3 separate regions of the Mus musculus genome follow, and all the other regions are linked to region 3. A link is a contact called in public HiChIP or PLAC-seq data. All regions are on one chromosome and are shown on one strand. Each heading gives the region's core, a stretch centred on a gene start, on an enhancer-like site or on the middle of the called end of the contact. The rest is flanking DNA. Distances are from core to core; before and after follow the strand shown. Region 1 overlaps Syn3 (synapsin III). Region 2 overlaps Syn3 (synapsin III). Region 3 holds the start of Timp3 (tissue inhibitor of metalloproteinase 3).

The links. HiChIP or PLAC-seq counts read pairs in DNA pulled down with a chosen protein or histone mark.
Region 1: a contact with region 3 is called in an H3K4me3 HiChIP or PLAC-seq map of neural progenitor cells, with 26 read pairs. The contact joins the enhancer-like site here to the promoter of Timp3 in region 3. A contact is called at or near these places in 5 of 39 promoter capture datasets (embryonic stem cells, frontonasal cranial neural crest, hippocampal neurons and 2 more), 7 of 484 Hi-C or Micro-C datasets (the N1E-115 cell line, cortical neurons, cumulus cells and 3 more), 3 of 115 datasets of contacts at active chromatin or transcription factors (embryonic stem cells and neural progenitor cells) and 1 of 9 other capture datasets (adipose tissue).
Region 2: a contact with region 3 is called in an H3K4me3 HiChIP or PLAC-seq map of embryonic limb bud, with 4 times the contacts expected there. The contact joins the enhancer-like site here to the promoter of Timp3 in region 3. A contact is called at or near these places in 12 of 39 promoter capture datasets (the 3T3-L1 cell line, 3T3-L1-derived adipocytes, embryonic stem cells and 8 more), 1 of 15 datasets of contacts at CTCF or cohesin (the NIH/3T3 cell line), 4 of 484 Hi-C or Micro-C datasets (the F1.1 cell line, the HL-1 cell line, nephron progenitors and 1 more), 12 of 115 datasets of contacts at active chromatin or transcription factors (craniofacial prominence, differentiating embryonic stem cells, embryonic basal ganglia and 8 more) and 4 of 9 other capture datasets (adipose tissue, embryonic stem cells, liver and 1 more).

The regions. Positions count from the first base shown.
Region 1 is chr10:86,388,843-86,391,542 of GRCm38.p6, forward strand. The region is part of intron 4 of Syn3 (synapsin III); the gene reads right to left. Among named protein-coding and RNA genes, the nearest start is that of Timp3, 90 kb to the left of the region's middle. Within about 2 kb of position 1,284, at least 58 of the 459 cell types and tissues checked have an H3K27ac peak or open chromatin away from gene starts, as enhancers often do. A contact at or near this core is called in the N1E-115 cell line, adipose tissue, cortical neurons and 1 more, where this site is marked.
Region 2 is chr10:86,424,614-86,427,313 of GRCm38.p6, forward strand. The region is part of intron 3 of Syn3 (synapsin III); the gene reads right to left. Among named protein-coding and RNA genes, the nearest start is that of Syn3, 73 kb to the right of the region's middle. Within about 2 kb of position 1,353, at least 47 of the 459 cell types and tissues checked have an H3K27ac peak or open chromatin away from gene starts, as enhancers often do. A contact at or near this core is called in craniofacial prominence, embryonic limb bud, forebrain and 3 more, where this site is marked.
Region 3 is chr10:86,299,131-86,301,830 of GRCm38.p6, forward strand. Timp3 (tissue inhibitor of metalloproteinase 3) reads left to right here and starts at 1,282. Exons shown (of 5, transcript NM_011595.2): 1 at 1,282-1,844. The coding sequence starts at 1,724. The region is part of intron 6 of Syn3 (synapsin III); the gene reads right to left.

The DNA of each region.
Region 1 (2,700 bases), core at 34-2,533, 90 kb after region 3:
CTGGACTCTACATACTGGGGCCCAAAACAGGAATTTAGGATCCACACAAAGTCAAATGAGAGGCTAAGGCTCTTCTTCCAGAGCCACGGGGCTCACTCTGGTCTCATTTAGCTTCAGTCAGCTCTTGGGAGAGGCTTCTGTGCTTTTCTGCCTCAGACACCAGCTGCTCTCACGGAACCTGCTGTGAGGCTACATATCCACAACTTAAATATCAGCGTGGGGGCTGTTTGGCTCACAGCTCTATCCTCTACTTCTAGTGTGAATGAATGGGAGACGGGAAAGCCCATGGGGTGTAGATATCTTTAGACCAGTCAATGAGAATAATTTCCCACACACATACAGGTAGGTGCCTTAACGGGGAAATTGGGTTCTGAGCCACACTTGCAGACTCTGCCGGGTCTTCAGTATTCACTCAGTGAATGATTACCTGGAATTTAAAATCCAATGCTTAGGGTAAGCATATGTGAAATAAGAAGCAACGGAATATTATTCATACAAAGTGTGTGTGCCTGCGTGAGTGTGTGTGTGCCATGCAAGTCGGAACCAGAGGTTGATACTAGGAGCCTCACTCACTGTTTACCTTATTTTGGGGGACAGGGTTTCTCAGTGAGTCCCAGAGTTTGCTGAGTAGGCAAGACTGGCTGGACAACAAGGGATCCCCCGTCTTCACTTCCCAGTGCCTGGGTTACAGAGACACTCTGCTCTACTGGTGATCCAAACTCAGCTGGGGCAAGAACTTTACTTACTGAACTAATGCCCAGCCCTGCCCCTTTTTGCTGGAATGTTTGGAGTTCCCAGATAGAAAGTTGGAGAAGGTTGGATACTGACTCCAGTTCTTACATTAAGGGGCTCGGACAAATTGCTCTTCCTTCTTGCCCAGGGCCACAGGGGACACACAGACAGTTCTGAGAGGCAATTTGAAGTTTTTTTAATGATCCGATGTACTGTCCCCTTCTAGCTAGGATAAACTCAGGCATTTCTCTCTTGCCTCACACATTCTCTCAGCAAATAGTCTGCTTGGGTGGGTCCTGGAGTAGGGGGTGTGTGTAGGGATCTGAAACCCTTTGATGATTTTCCTCGAGCTCTTGGTTCCTGATGCTTTCTGGTTCCCACTCTCCAACTCTCTGATGTCTGGGCCTTCTAATGAGTGATGCACATTATCAGCCACTGTGGTTTGAATGGCTGCCTGAGATTTAGAATTGCTCAATGCTACAGACTAAGAGCTGGCTTGAATAATGAGCTTGGGCCTCATTAACATCTGCCTACTTGGGTGTTTTGCATTCTTGGTGTCTCTCATTCGGAGTTCCAATTCCATCTGTCTGGGTGAACACAGCTGCCCCCTTTCCTCACTGCTTGGTGGAGCCAGGCTCTAGTCTGAGCTCAGAAGAGCCCTGCCATCCACAGAACATGATTTCAACATGCCCTGAACTGACCCCTGCTCTGCTTTCTAAATGAAACAAGTGGATTTCCTTAGGAACTGAAAGATCTGAGTGCTTCAAGCACCTCAATACGGTTAGCCCACAGACCTGTGTTTTGTGTGCTGGCCAGAGAGCAGAATGAGAATTTAATTACTGCAAAGACTGATGATTAAACTATCAATTAAAACTTGTAAATGGATACCAGAATCTGACCTCAGAAGCAGGGGCTTAGTGAGGCTGTCCACTGAAGAGTTCATACGTTAGTCTTTCCTAGACTGACTCCCCGCCCTATTCTAAGCCCCAGTAAAACCCAGTTCTCTGGGCAGCACCAACACAGTTCTCCTGCTTTCTGGCTTCTGCATGGCCCCAGCTAGGGATCGGAAGTCAGAGTGAGGAAAGAGTGGTAGCATCTCTCTACCATGCCTACCTGAAGCATCAGGCTGTGCCCTGTTCTAAGTTATCCTATACTGCTTAAAACAGTGGACTTAGAGACTCCATGTGACGTGTCCTGAGAAACTCCATCTTAAATCACCTTTTGTATTTAATTGCTCTGAATACAAAATTCATTTGCATTTCAAATATATATTACACAACCATTGTGGAGGTCATTTCCAACAGTGTGTTTTTGTAATTTTGTGTGCTAAACAGACATTTGAATGGAAACACAGAGGCAGAATGTACTATAGTGGACACATAAGAAACACTCTCTCTCTCGGGGCTGGAGAGATGGCTCAGCGGTCAAGAGCACTGACTGCTCTTCCGAAGGCCCTGAGTTCAATTCCCAGCAACCACATGGTGGCCCACAACCATCCATAACGAGATCTGGGGCCCTCTTCTGGAGTGTCTGAAGACAGCTATAGTGTACTTACATATAATAAATAAATAAATCTTAAAAAAAAGAAAGAAAGAAACACTATCTCTACACACTGCCCACAAGGCACACAGTGATAAATAACACCGATGAATAACTTACTCCTAAAAGTAGAAAGGGTTCTATCCTATAAATTTATCTATATAGGTAAATGTAATGTAAATTGGGACTATTTTATCTATAATTCCTATGAGCACCTATGATTCATATGAGCACATGGGCCCATATTATGATCATATCACATTTAATCATCACAGTCATGATATGATTAAAATCCTATCAGAAAAAACTGGGCCTATGAACTTCTCAGACACACCAGAAATCGATACAACTTCCTACCAGGATCCCATAAAGCGGAGGACACCTGGGCTCTAGAGAGAGCTCAGTCTGGGCTCTGGGTAAGGCTCAGAC
Region 2 (2,700 bases), core at 103-2,602, 130 kb after region 3:
GTTTGTGGTGTGTAAGCAGGAAGGAGGGTAGATAGGTTTCTGTAGCCTGACTTGTGCATGCATATGCAGGTGCATGTGGAGGTCAAAGGGCAACCTCAGGTGTTGCTCTTCATGAAGCATCTCCCACTTTTTTTTTTTTTGAGACAGGGTCTGTCATCCACCTGGGAGAGATCTAATTGAGAAGTGCCTCTAGCCACTAGAAGGGCTCTGCCTATTTGGAGTAAGAACAGTAGCAGCTTTTGGAGAGATCTGAGCCACAGAAGGTCAGGGTAAGCTACTGCTATGTAACAGTTTCTTCGGTGATTGAAACATTCTATCCTGCAGGGAAGCTCCTTAAGCAGGAAGGTAAACAACTCAGAACACCTTTAGGAAGTCCCTGAAACCGACCAGACACACTAAGACCCTCCCTACCAATGTAAACAGGAACAGTTGAGAGTCCCTCGCAGACTAGCTAAACAGAACTACAAAGGGGACTGAGACCAGTCTAGCTGCTTAAAAGAAGCAGAAACAAGCCAATCTTCCAGGAAGGAGGTTAAGGACACTCTCCAACTTGTTGAGCTGCCTGCCGGCTGTGCAGTGTGCTCCAGGTTCCCAGCTATGTGAGCGGTCACCCATGCTGTCCCAGGCTTTGGTGATACAGCTGTCTTTGAGTTATTTCTACTCCTGTAAGTAACCCCTCATCCATATTCCTATAAGTGACCTCAATAAAACTTATGGTTCACCAAATTAGACTTTGGTGGCATCCATTCTTTGGTCTGGCATGCACCCTATCTGGGATGAGTAGATATGTGTGTGTGTGTGTGTGTGTGTGTGTGTGTGTGTGTGTGTATTGCACCTCCCCAGGAAATGTTTTGTCACACAACAGTTGTTTTTAGCCCCAGAAGCATCAGGCCCCAAACCAGAAGACCCCTACCCCTTCTCCCAAGATGACCAAGACTAGCCCAATCCTCCTTTGCCCAGGCTGCCCAAGGCCAGCAAAATTCCACAACTCCAAAGCTGCTCAATATCAGAGCCATCCCACTGCTCCAGAGGTGGTGAAGGGTTAACCAAATGCAAACACAGTAAATGTGGTGAGAGGAGATATTTCCTTTCCTTGGCTCACACACCTGCCACAGGAAGCAGACACATGCTCTCTGGGACCCAGAGGCCCGGCTGAACTTGTGTTTCAACAAGCAAATGAGCATTGCCTGGACACAGGATGGCTTAGCACGTCCCAAGCTAGTTTTTGAGAGCTACTGAATAGCCTAAGGCCCCATCTGTTTTCAATCTTGTTAAAAGGGCCTCATGCGCTGGCGCCTATTTAAAATAACGCACACATGGTGTTTCTAAAACGAAGAAGGAACAAGGGCCGTGCTTTCCCCGCCAGCATAGCTTATGTGTTTATTTTGGAGCAGGCATTGGGAGTTCTGAGACAAGACATAGCTAATTTCTTTCTAAGGTTGATTTGCAAGTCCCTAGGCTTTTGCTTCAAGCATTTTAAGCAGCTCAGTTTGAACTGGTCATCATCGCAAAGGTCCACTGTGAAATGGTTCCAAATTAAGATGAGGCTCAGCCAAGGGGAGCCCTGGGGCCACTTTCTTGTGTATAAATGGGCTGTTTCCCCACTTCCTTTCTCTAGCCGGGACTAGTGTTTCTAGAAGTTCAGGTCCTTTTCCCAGGCACTTATTTTCTTCTCAAGAGGCCACAGGAGTTCCAGTATGATGTAGCCAGGTAGGGCTTTGAGCCAACTTGAACTGGATCCCTAAACCAAGATAGGAAGGGACAGTTTCTAGGAAGAGGTCCCACCTGTGCTCAGCTTGTCCTGTGTCAAGAAGCAGAAACAGGGACTTCTGTTCATATTCTGAGGAAGGAGAGAGCTTCTATCCTGCCCAACAAATGATATACTCAAATAAGTAAATTGATTATGCTTTATGGAGTTGAAAATGTGGTGGTTGTACAAATGCCCTTGCTAGTTCCCGACGACACAAAGGAACTACAAGGTATTCTATTGGGGAAGGGAATAACACTTGAAATGTAAATCTCAGTGACGAATATTAACAGGGTTGCAATTGATGAACATGTACAAATATCTGGCTCAGTCCTGGCTTTTGATTCTAGGGATACACACAGCAATGGGACTGTGTGATGGTTTGAATAGATATGGTTCTCATAGACTCATGTATTTGAATGCTTGACCATAGGGACTGGCAACATTAGGAGGTGTGTCCTTTTTGGAGTGGATGTGGTTTTGTTGGAGAAAGCATGTCACTGTGGAGGCAGGCCCCACAGTGGCCCAATGTGGAACAGTCTCCTCCTGCAACTGTCTATCAAAAGGTAGAACTCTCAGCTCCAGCACCATGCCTGCCCGCATGCTGCCATGCTTCCTGCCATGACGCTAATGGACTACATTTCTGAAACTATGAGCCAGCCCCAGTGAAATGTCTTCCTTTACAAAAGTTGCCGTGGTCACGGTGTCTCTTCACAGCAATAAAACCCTAAGACAGACTACAAATGCATAGCCATAGATGACTACAGTGGAACTCTGAGATTTTGCAAGTTTTTGAGAAAATATCACGGGCATGTAGAATCCTTCCATAGCCTCATAGCTCCCACCCCACACATGTCCTCTAACCCTGAGTGGGTGAAGTAGAAATAGGATAAGAGAGGAAAAACAAAAACTAAAGCAAAAAAAAAAAAAAAAAAAACAAAACAGCGAAAGAC
Region 3 (2,700 bases), core at 32-2,531:
CTAAAACACAGGTCTCCTTCAAAACCAGGTAGGAGAGAGGGGAGAGAGATTACTCTAAAAGAGTACTATCGGTCAAAGGGATGCTGAGTCAGGGATGTACATCCCTTTTGGTAAGAAGAGCCAGCTAGAGAGTGTGGTGGGAGCATCCCTTTCTGGGCCTGCTTCTTCAGCTGGAAGGTACACAGGACACCTGTTCTCACTTTCCCCAACTAGAAGGAATATGTGAACACAACGAGATGGAGTATGGAATCCTGCTTTTAAAAAGAGAGCATAGGCCAGGTATGACGCTGCACATCTGTAACTCTAACAGAAGCCTGACTCAGGAAGATCTTGAGTTCAAGGTCAGCCTGGGCTACATAGTAAGACTATGTCTCAAAAAACAGCATGAGCACACACACACACACACACACCCCAATTAAGATGTTATTTAAAATGGGTTGGTAATAATGTTACCAATATTGCTCTATAGGTGGTTTTCTCTAAGAACTGGTTTTATTCCACGTACTGATTGCTTTACCTCAAATGTTCCTTGCAGAAGGAAGGATTGCTGTCTGCCACCAGGGAGACCAGCTATCATACTCCCCCTTTCCCTATATTCTTTCCTTCAAAGAAGACCCAGGCCTTTGTGATTGATGTTCTTCTGGCATGATGTCACATCTTTTACTGTCCCACAGAAAACAACGCCCTCTTAGTCATTCTAACCTAGGTCTCCAACTATTCTAGTTTCCTCATCATACTAGCACAATCGCCCTGGTTGCAAGGGCTTGCTTGACGTCCAGAACAGGGTCTGTTGAATAATTCCACAGATCCATTTACCCCCAATGGCAATTACCACAGCCATCCCACAAAGGCAGAGGTGTGTGTGTGTGTGTGTGTGTGTGTGTGTGTGTGTGTGTGTGTGTTGGGGGTGGGAGGTGAGGGAAGCTGATGTCCAGCGGTTTCCTCTTACTCCCTGCTCTCTCTAGGAAAGATAAGAAGGTGAAAATTTCTTTGAGGCTTCCTTCTTGACTTTTTCCAGGAGGCGTGATCAAGGACTTCAGGGTGCGGGCCACCTGGGGCCCTTGGAAGAGATTATGCAGGAAGGCTGGGTGGCTGGGACTGAATCCTTGTTTAGGTCCAAGGCTCATAGAGAGGCGGTGGGCGTAGGGCGAAGGGGCCGTGGGACGCCGCTGTAGCGCACACCGGCCCAGGACGCGCCCAGCCCACCCACTCGCGTGCCCACAACTGCATTATTCCCTATAAGGATCTGAACGGTCCGGGCCGGCTCCGCCCTGTCGCCCCGCGCCCCCCGGCCCCGCCCCCTTTTTGGAGGGCCGATGAGGTAATGCGGCGCTGCCATTGGTCGGAGGGGGCGGACCCCGAGCTCCCGAGGGGCTGGGTCCCCTCGCGCCCCTATATCACTCTGCAGCCCTGGACTCTCGCTCACAGTGGGCAGCGGGCAGCCGCCAGCGCCAAGAATCTTCTTCTCCCGCTTCTCCGCTTCCCGATCCTTCTCCGGGAGGCCACTCGTTGGCTCCGCGGACTCGTGTTCCAGCGACCCTTGGCCACTTAGTCCTGTCCCGCCGGGCTACTTGGAAGGCACTTCCCCGGAGCTCATCGTTGCCCACCGTGCACAGTGCCCGGTTAAACCCAGCGAGTGAGCTCGGACTGTAGCATCAGCGCTAGCGCTCGGCAACTTTGAAGAAAAGAGCGGCAGTCCCCGCAGCGGACCACAACAGCTACCATGACTCCCTGGCTTGGGCTTGTCGTGCTCCTGAGCTGCTGGAGCCTTGGGCACTGGGGCGCGGAAGCGTGCACATGCTCTCCCAGCCATCCCCAGGATGCCTTCTGCAACTCCGACATCGGTAAGTGCTCCGGAAGACTCAGTTTCCCTGGGCGGGGACTCTGTGTGGGGAGATGCCCTGCAGAGGGAACCCAACCAGTGGCCTAGTGGTCTCTGGCGGGCGAGCGTGAACGAGGTCCTGCTTGATATCTAGAAAAATTTCCCCATTGCCTTGAAGGGAAAAGAGCTGGAGAAGGAGGGTGAGAGATTCTGAAAAGTTGGAACGCTAACTGAAGTTCTGGGACCTCGACGACACTTTACAAGTTGTAGTCTGTGCGGGTGGAGTTGCGAGAGAGAAAACTCCTAGCTTCAAAGATTGCTTATCTCCCGCGCCCTTGAACTTCATTCTTTTCCTTGAGAAACTCAGCCTAGCTGCAGGCTCTCCCGGCAAGTGCTAATGGAGCTTCTTGCCTGCCAAGTTTGGGTGGCTGGAAAAGGGGGGAGGGGGAGATGAAAAAAAAACGGGGAGGGGGGGGGCGGAAACTGTGGGATTGCCCTCCTCCCTGGGAGAACTGCATCAGAGTGTTGATAGCTGGCCTGAGGTGACTGTGGGGGAATCACTTATCATAGAGCTGTGAAAATTCACAGGAAGATATATTTTTTCTTCCCCCGGAATGTTTGTGAGGAGGGAGAGAGTGAGTATCATCGGAGAAAGCAGATTTGTCACCAAAAGAGCAAAGCTGCCAAAGGTCTCATCGCTTGTGGTGATGGTCTCAAAGAGACTGTGCTGATTAGAGGGACTTGATAAGAAGTAGAACCCACTATCCAGAGGAGTGTTGGGGACATTAGTGTTTGGAGGGCTCCAGGGGAAGTGGAAGCTGGCTACTCTCTTCTCCAGCTCCTTAAAGCTCTCAGGTCCAATGTGTGTTTGCTGGGCA